Regions from separate parts of the Mus musculus genome. Here region 2 is linked to region 1. The links are chromatin contacts, called in public promoter capture Hi-C maps. All regions are on one chromosome and are shown on one strand. The core of a region is the stretch at or near the end of the contact, and the rest is flanking DNA. Distances in the headings are between cores, read along the strand shown.

Region 1 (3,185 bases), core at 385-2,884:
CTCTAACACACTCCCTGGATGCTGGCGCAGGCATTCTCCTCTGAATACTATCATTTCCTAGTACTGGGAGAAAAACATGTTTCCCTCCTTGGTAATTAGCATTCAATTATCCAAGTGATTCTCAAATTTTAGACCCATACTGACCCCTAAAATTTAAAGAGGGCATGAATGGGATGCCAGAATTTAGGGGAAGAGACTACAGAGGGATAAAGTGCTTTGGAATATAAAATACTTTATATTTTTATCATATAACTTTGTGATAAAAAAATAGCGAATATATTTATGTAGATCATACCTTTAAAAATATTTTTAAAATTTCTTGGCCTGGGGCTCTACTCAGTGGGTGGGTACTTCAGTAGCTTCTATCTCCAGTAACAAGGAAGGACCTAGAGTTGGTGTTTATATTTAGCATTTGGAAACGTTAACAGTTTTTAAAGCAGTTACATATGGATTTTAAAATAATGCATTAAATGTAAATAATGTGTTCTTTACTAAAATAACTATTCTCAAAATCAAAAAAGTATTTCGTGAGAAAAGGCACATTGCTATCTAATTAGGCAAATCTCCTTAATGTCTAGCCTCAAACAGAAATGCTTGGACTCATCAGCTGTTTCATTATCTCTTACAACACTGTTAAGTCACACGGCCATTGGGAAACTTCGCTGTACACTCATAAAGGCAAGAACGGATAAATAACCTCTGAAGATACATTATGAAAATAATGAACTTTACAGTGTGTGACAGGGAAGAACCTGGGAAGTGAGCCACACTTTGAAAACGTCTGATTTAGTCAATACAAGATACTATCGGATTCTAGATATGGAGCAGTAACGAAACTGTAGTTCTCTTTAATCAGAGAAACAGTCTCCCACGAGGATGACCTGTTCCTCCACGAGTTAGACACAGAAAACTCTCAAAAACGTATGAGGCAAGGATTTAAAGAATTAGTGGTCCAGAAAAGGTAAGACAACCCTTAAACTTTCACCCTTCACCTCCCGGACAAGGAAGGCAGAGAAATGCCTGAACTCAAAGACAGACTCAGAAAAATAATGGGAAAATGGGGAACTTTAAAAGGAAACCCACTACATTCAATGTCAAAGACAGGAGTACAAACACTGCTTTTTGGTCACATGGTTCATGGAACTCAACGTTGTGAAAATCCCATCCCATCCCACATGTTTCACAGAGGGCTGAACTACATGCCAAGCGACTGTTACCCGGACCGTGCCTCCAGTGGCTGACTGAGAAACCGCAAAGCCACCCCCTCTCCTGGTTCAACACGCTAGCAAGGTGCTAGGTCCCACCTGAGACGTCCCGCTCAGGGGTCTACATGACCTTCCTCAGCCTACGTCTGAGTCCCGTGCTCGGTACTGAGGGGTGGGCCGCAGGGCATCCCGGCGTCCCTGCCTCCCGCAGTGAGGACGCGGAACCGGGAGCGCGTCGGGCCCCTTCACTCACCTGGCCGCTGCTTCAGCGCCATCACCGACACCAGGTAGTGGGCGATATCAAAAAAGGGAAACATGGACGTGCGGGAAAAGGCCAGAGTCAGATCATCCCACGGGTACTCCATGACGACTACCGACGCCGCCGGCCCCAGCAGCCGCGGCAGCCGGTTCCCCTCCGGCGGAGGGGGTGGGGGAGGGGACGGCCGCGCCAGCTTCAGCCCTGCGCGTGCGCCCTGGAGCCTAGGGGGGCGGGGTCCGGAACGGGGGCGGGGCCGGAGCCGGAACGAGGGGCGGGGCCCTGGCCCTGGTTCTCCTAAAAAAGGTATGACATTTTCTCAGTGTTGCAGTCAGTGCCAGCTGACCCAAGGGGCAACGGGCAACGCTCAAAGTCAGATTCTATGTAAACGGATGCCATTCCTCTTTTTCTGAACAGCCACGATGTAACTCATTTATTACTTAGTGAAGATATGAAAGATAATAAAACGGTAATGTTTTATCCATATCCCCATGAAACTTGAATTTTCCCAGAGGGAAAAAAAAATTTTAAGGACTCACGGAATTTCACAAAGCATAAAAAGTATGGATGCCACGCCAAAGCAGATGGTTAGAGAAGACCATTGCAGGGAAATGCACACGGTATTAAAAGCAAGTCTGTAAATATTAGAAGTTATTTTGGCTAGACTACAACCTGAAAAATGAAGTTGTAAAAGAAATAAAAGTCTTTCGCAGTGAAACCAGGTGGTTTAAGCTCTTGATCAGTCGCTACATTGTCCTCAGTCTTGTTTATCAAAAGCATGTGCTGAATTGGTAGTTGGGGTGAAGAAGATGGGCAGGTCTCTGAAGTTGCAATCCAGCACCAAAGATTCATGAGAAGAGACTAGGGAAATCAGAAATGCATTCACTAATCCAAGACAAAAGGTAGTAGTAGTAGATGCAGGTCTTAAGGACAAAGCCACAGATAGAGAAAGACTGCCAAGCAGACTAAAGTGGATACAAACACCACCTGTAATGACAGCAAAAGGAGCCAGGTTTTGAAAAACAAGAAAAGGAGCTATCTGCTGAAATTGGTTGCAAAAAGAACTAAAAGTAAAGGGAAAAAGTGAGACTGGATTTTAAGAAAAAAAAGGTAAATTTGGCACATTTTTATTTGACATGTCAACAGATCATGTTGTTACTTGGCATGGGTACACACAAGCTATTGAGGGAGCAGGTAGGTGACTGTTATATTGCTGCAAAGGGCAATCGCCTTTTCCTCCTGAGGTTAGCCTCGGTATTAACTCACTTAGCAAATGTTATTTACACCCGTGCTTTGTACCGAGCATTTTACTGGCTGCCAGAGGCACCACTGTCCTAAACACCAGGTTTCAAATGTAAGAAAGTGGTAGCAACATTCTTCATTTCATAACTTGTCAAGAAACAATAGCCTTGATTAAATACTTTTTGATCTGCTTTTCTAAGCAAACACTTTTTACAGGGAAACATTTCTTTTTAGCTTCTGGCACACTTTGTTTATTATAAATATAATAAAATAAACAGTCAAGGCTTTATTAGCTCTGCTCAGAGATATTGCAGGCTCCCTGACATTTGACTCACCACATGAGTGCAAAACGAAGTGTGCTCACATCTGCCTACTGCCTAAAGACAATATTTATAAGATCTAAAAGAAATGAACTAGGAAGATCACACACACAGAAAAGCTCTATCCATATTTTGTATGTGCTTATCATATTTGCTTCTGGC
Region 2 (3,185 bases), core at 380-2,879, 3.0 Mb before region 1:
TCTCCTTCCCGGGAAGGGAAAAGTACCACAAGACTTTAGTAAGCGGGGATAGCAGAGAAGCAAGGCAAGACTGTGTACACAGAGCATGACATATGCCTCCACAAGGAACCATTCCTTAGGTCCAGCAGTACAGTGGTTGGTGCAGGTTGGCCAAACAGTATATGACTGAACAAGACTTGCCAACACACTCCTATAACACCGTTTCAACACCACAGAAGACAGTTTCATGAATGCTCATACCCGACCCAAGACCGCACCAGGCTAGCTACCAGAAGGAAAGTGTTGATAGTTTAAGATTCCCGGTTTGCTTACCGGTTGGAGTGCTGGAGTATACAGTGGTCCTCACAGGGTTTTCCTTTAACATCTAGAGGAATAAATGAGTCGCAGGTTGTTGAACTGGCATTTACCACGTGATTACCTCCTTTGGTTCATGAAGATTGTTCATTGCGAAGCTGAGCACAGTGGGCAAAGTAAATAAAGGCTATGAAGTATTTTAAGTGGCCTAATTTACATAGAATCCTTTACTCAGTGTTAAGGCAGGTAACATTCTTAGCTCCTCCATCTTGTCACTTTAAAATGAGTACACCTAGAGAAACACTATTATAAGCGCCACATTGCTGACATTATGGTGGTGTTTTGTGAGGCTGTCTTGATGGTATGCAAAAATCACACGTTTTTTTTTAAATTCAGTCCTAAAGAGAATTTAGGATGCTTATCCTAAATATTATATGTGGGTCTACCGGTTTCCCTGAATTTAAAAAGGCTAAAATAGAGGCTAGAGGAGGATCCCCAAAGGTGGTATCGGTATTTTCTTGGCAGAACGAACACCAGAGAAGCCTATTTCAAACGTCCAGTGGACAATATGCACAGTTTCTTCTTAACACTAGATACTGCTTCCTTAACATTTCTTAATTTTTCTCTCCATGCCTAAGGTTTCTTCCCGGTTCGGCGTAGGATTGATCCCTCCAAGCACACCAACCCTTAGTAGTGTGGGGAAAGCCCAGATAGACCAACGCGGAGTTCCTTAGTTTAGTTCACGTCCTTTCCTGCAAACAACCCACACATGGCGCTGCGGTTCCCACGAAGGAAAGCGCCTATTTTAGCTCTTCATCAGCGCAAATCTGTATTCCTGGGACTAGGATGCTCAGGGAAGAGCACGGGTGGCTTGCATCGCGTGGCAGAAGTGCCTGCACCCGTGCGGTAAAGCGGAGCTCACCACCATCCCGCACTTACCCGCTTTATACCAGCGAGTGAAGTATCGATCCACAAGGGAGGGTGGCGGGGCTTCGGTAGCTATGACTACCTCTGGTGGCGCCAGCTTGGCTTCGGGGCAGCGGAGCTCTTCCATCCCTCTAGTCCAGGAGCGTAGTTCCGGCGCGTGGGAGCCGGTTGGTGTCGTGCGCACGCGCGCGACTCCCCGGCTGGCGGCCAAACTCCCTCCCCGACCCCAGTCACCTGTGATCCTGGGCCAAAGCCCAACTGTGGGGCAAAAACAACCGGGTGTCAAAGAGCTGAGGGACAGCAGACAGCAAGGTCCTGCCTCTGCCGGGTGAGGGCTCCCCGATCCCCTGGACCCTCTGAGCACCCTCGAGCTCCTGAGGAGGCGCGTCTGGCCACACCCACCCGGTGACGTCACTCAGCGCGCCTCGCGGGTGACGCCACGTCCGCGCCGCCTTTCTGGTGCTACCTGGCGTGTTTCGCCCTTCAGTGGATCGTGTTTCTCGTCTCCCGTGTGCATCGGCGGTTCCTTTCCAAACCCAGTGCGCCGTGAGGGCTCGGAGCCGCCTCGAGGGCGTCGTAGGTGAGCATTCGCCCGTCCCAGTCCGAGCCGCTGTGTGCGGCCTGGTCTTGCTGTCCAGGGCTGTTCTGGTGCAGGGGAGATGCACGCGCTTCTGCCTGCGCGCGCCGGCGGGCCGGGCGTGGACCTCTTCTTTCTTCGAGTTTCGGATGCTTTCTGTACACGTTTTCCCCGGGGCCGTCTTGGGGCGCTGCGAGGGATGAGGGTCCGGTACCCCAATTGCGGGTTTCCTTGTAGCGTGTAGATAAAACCTCTACCAGCTTGTCGTGGAAGGTGATAGGTAAATAGAGGCCTCTGTGCTGTGCTGCGGGTCCCTTCTCGCTCGCATTTGGGACTTTTCTATGAAGTAGTGTATCTCGTGCTTCCCTACCTGGTGTACCTAAGCCGGGATTTCTGTGATGGCTGTGATTTTATAGTCTTTTGTCTTTAGGGCCTAACATTTGGCAAGGTTTTGTTGTAAGTCACATAACGGATCTTAGGTATTGTGTAAAGGATTCGTTTGCGTATTGAGAACCATGATATATAACCAGCAAATATCTCGATGTGTAAGTGAAAGAAAAAGAGACAAAGACAAATTTTAGTTTGTGGAAACAGAGATGACAATAAGTCCCAAGCCAGGATGAGCTATTATTTGATAAGAGATCAGCAGGTTCTCTGTTTTTCAGGTTGCATTTCATATGCTTGTAAGGGTCAGCTTATGATAATATCAGGATTGATTTTAATGTGAGTTTAATGTTTAGTTTGGTCTTGTTCATTTACAAGGTATATAGGTTTATCTAATCTTCCCTTTAGTGAGCTACCAAGCCTGAAGGTAGGGGAGAAAGTGGATCAATGGTCAGAATTTTGGGACATGATCAAAGTTGTATGAAAGCACCTCTTAGAACATGTGTGGGTGGAGTCAAGGGAGGTGCAGTTGGAGGTGCCAAAGGAAGGCTGTTAGCAGATTATGATCCTAGAAACATTTGGAAGATGTTTCCTAACTTTGAAAGCATTGAGAAAACTACAGGACTGTGTAACTCCAAAAAGTTAAATGAGTGAGCAGTGTCAGAATGACAATTTAGAGAAGTCGGTTTTCATGCTAAAAGAATTGGGGCATTAGAGAGATTAATGAGTTTGCCTTTTTACCAAGTGACCATGGAGGCCAGAAGAAGGCATGGGGTTCCCTGGAATTGGAGTTATAGATAGTTGTTATCTGCTGTGTAGGTGTTGGGAACTGAACTCAGGTCCTCTGGAAGAGCAGCCAGTGTTCATTAACCTCTGAGCAGTCTTTCCAGACCTGAACTCGGTAATTCTTTTAAAAACTCAGATTGCCTTGCTGTGTTTTATCAGTCAGGGTCCAGTAGAGGCCAGACAGTATTTCAGCAGGATTATTATGAAGAATTACTTA

What was found. Capture Hi-C pulls out chosen DNA fragments and counts their contacts.
Region 2: a contact with region 1 is called in a promoter capture Hi-C map of adipose tissue, with 5 times the contacts expected there. The contact joins the promoter of Elp1 here to the promoter of Tmem38b in region 1. A contact is called at or near these places in 8 of 39 promoter capture datasets (cranial neural crest, frontonasal cranial neural crest, hippocampal neurons and 4 more), 1 of 484 Hi-C or Micro-C datasets (CD4 T cells), 3 of 115 datasets of contacts at active chromatin or transcription factors (astrocytes, embryonic forebrain and pro-B cells) and 1 of 9 other capture datasets (adipose tissue).

Annotation. Positions count from the first base shown.
Region 1 is chr4:53,824,494-53,827,678 of GRCm38.p6, reverse strand. Tmem38b (transmembrane protein 38B) reads right to left here and starts at 1,634. Exons shown (of 6, transcript NM_028053.2): 1 at 1,459-1,634. The coding sequence starts at 1,570.
Region 2 is chr4:56,800,775-56,803,959 of GRCm38.p6, reverse strand. Elp1 (elongator complex protein 1) reads left to right here and starts at 1,629. Exons shown (of 37, transcript NM_026079.3): 1 at 1,629-1,801. It overlaps Abitram (actin binding transcription modulator), which reads right to left and starts at 1,631. Exons shown (of 6, transcript NM_001081420.1): 1 at 1,234-1,631; 2 at 313-364. The coding sequence starts at 1,348.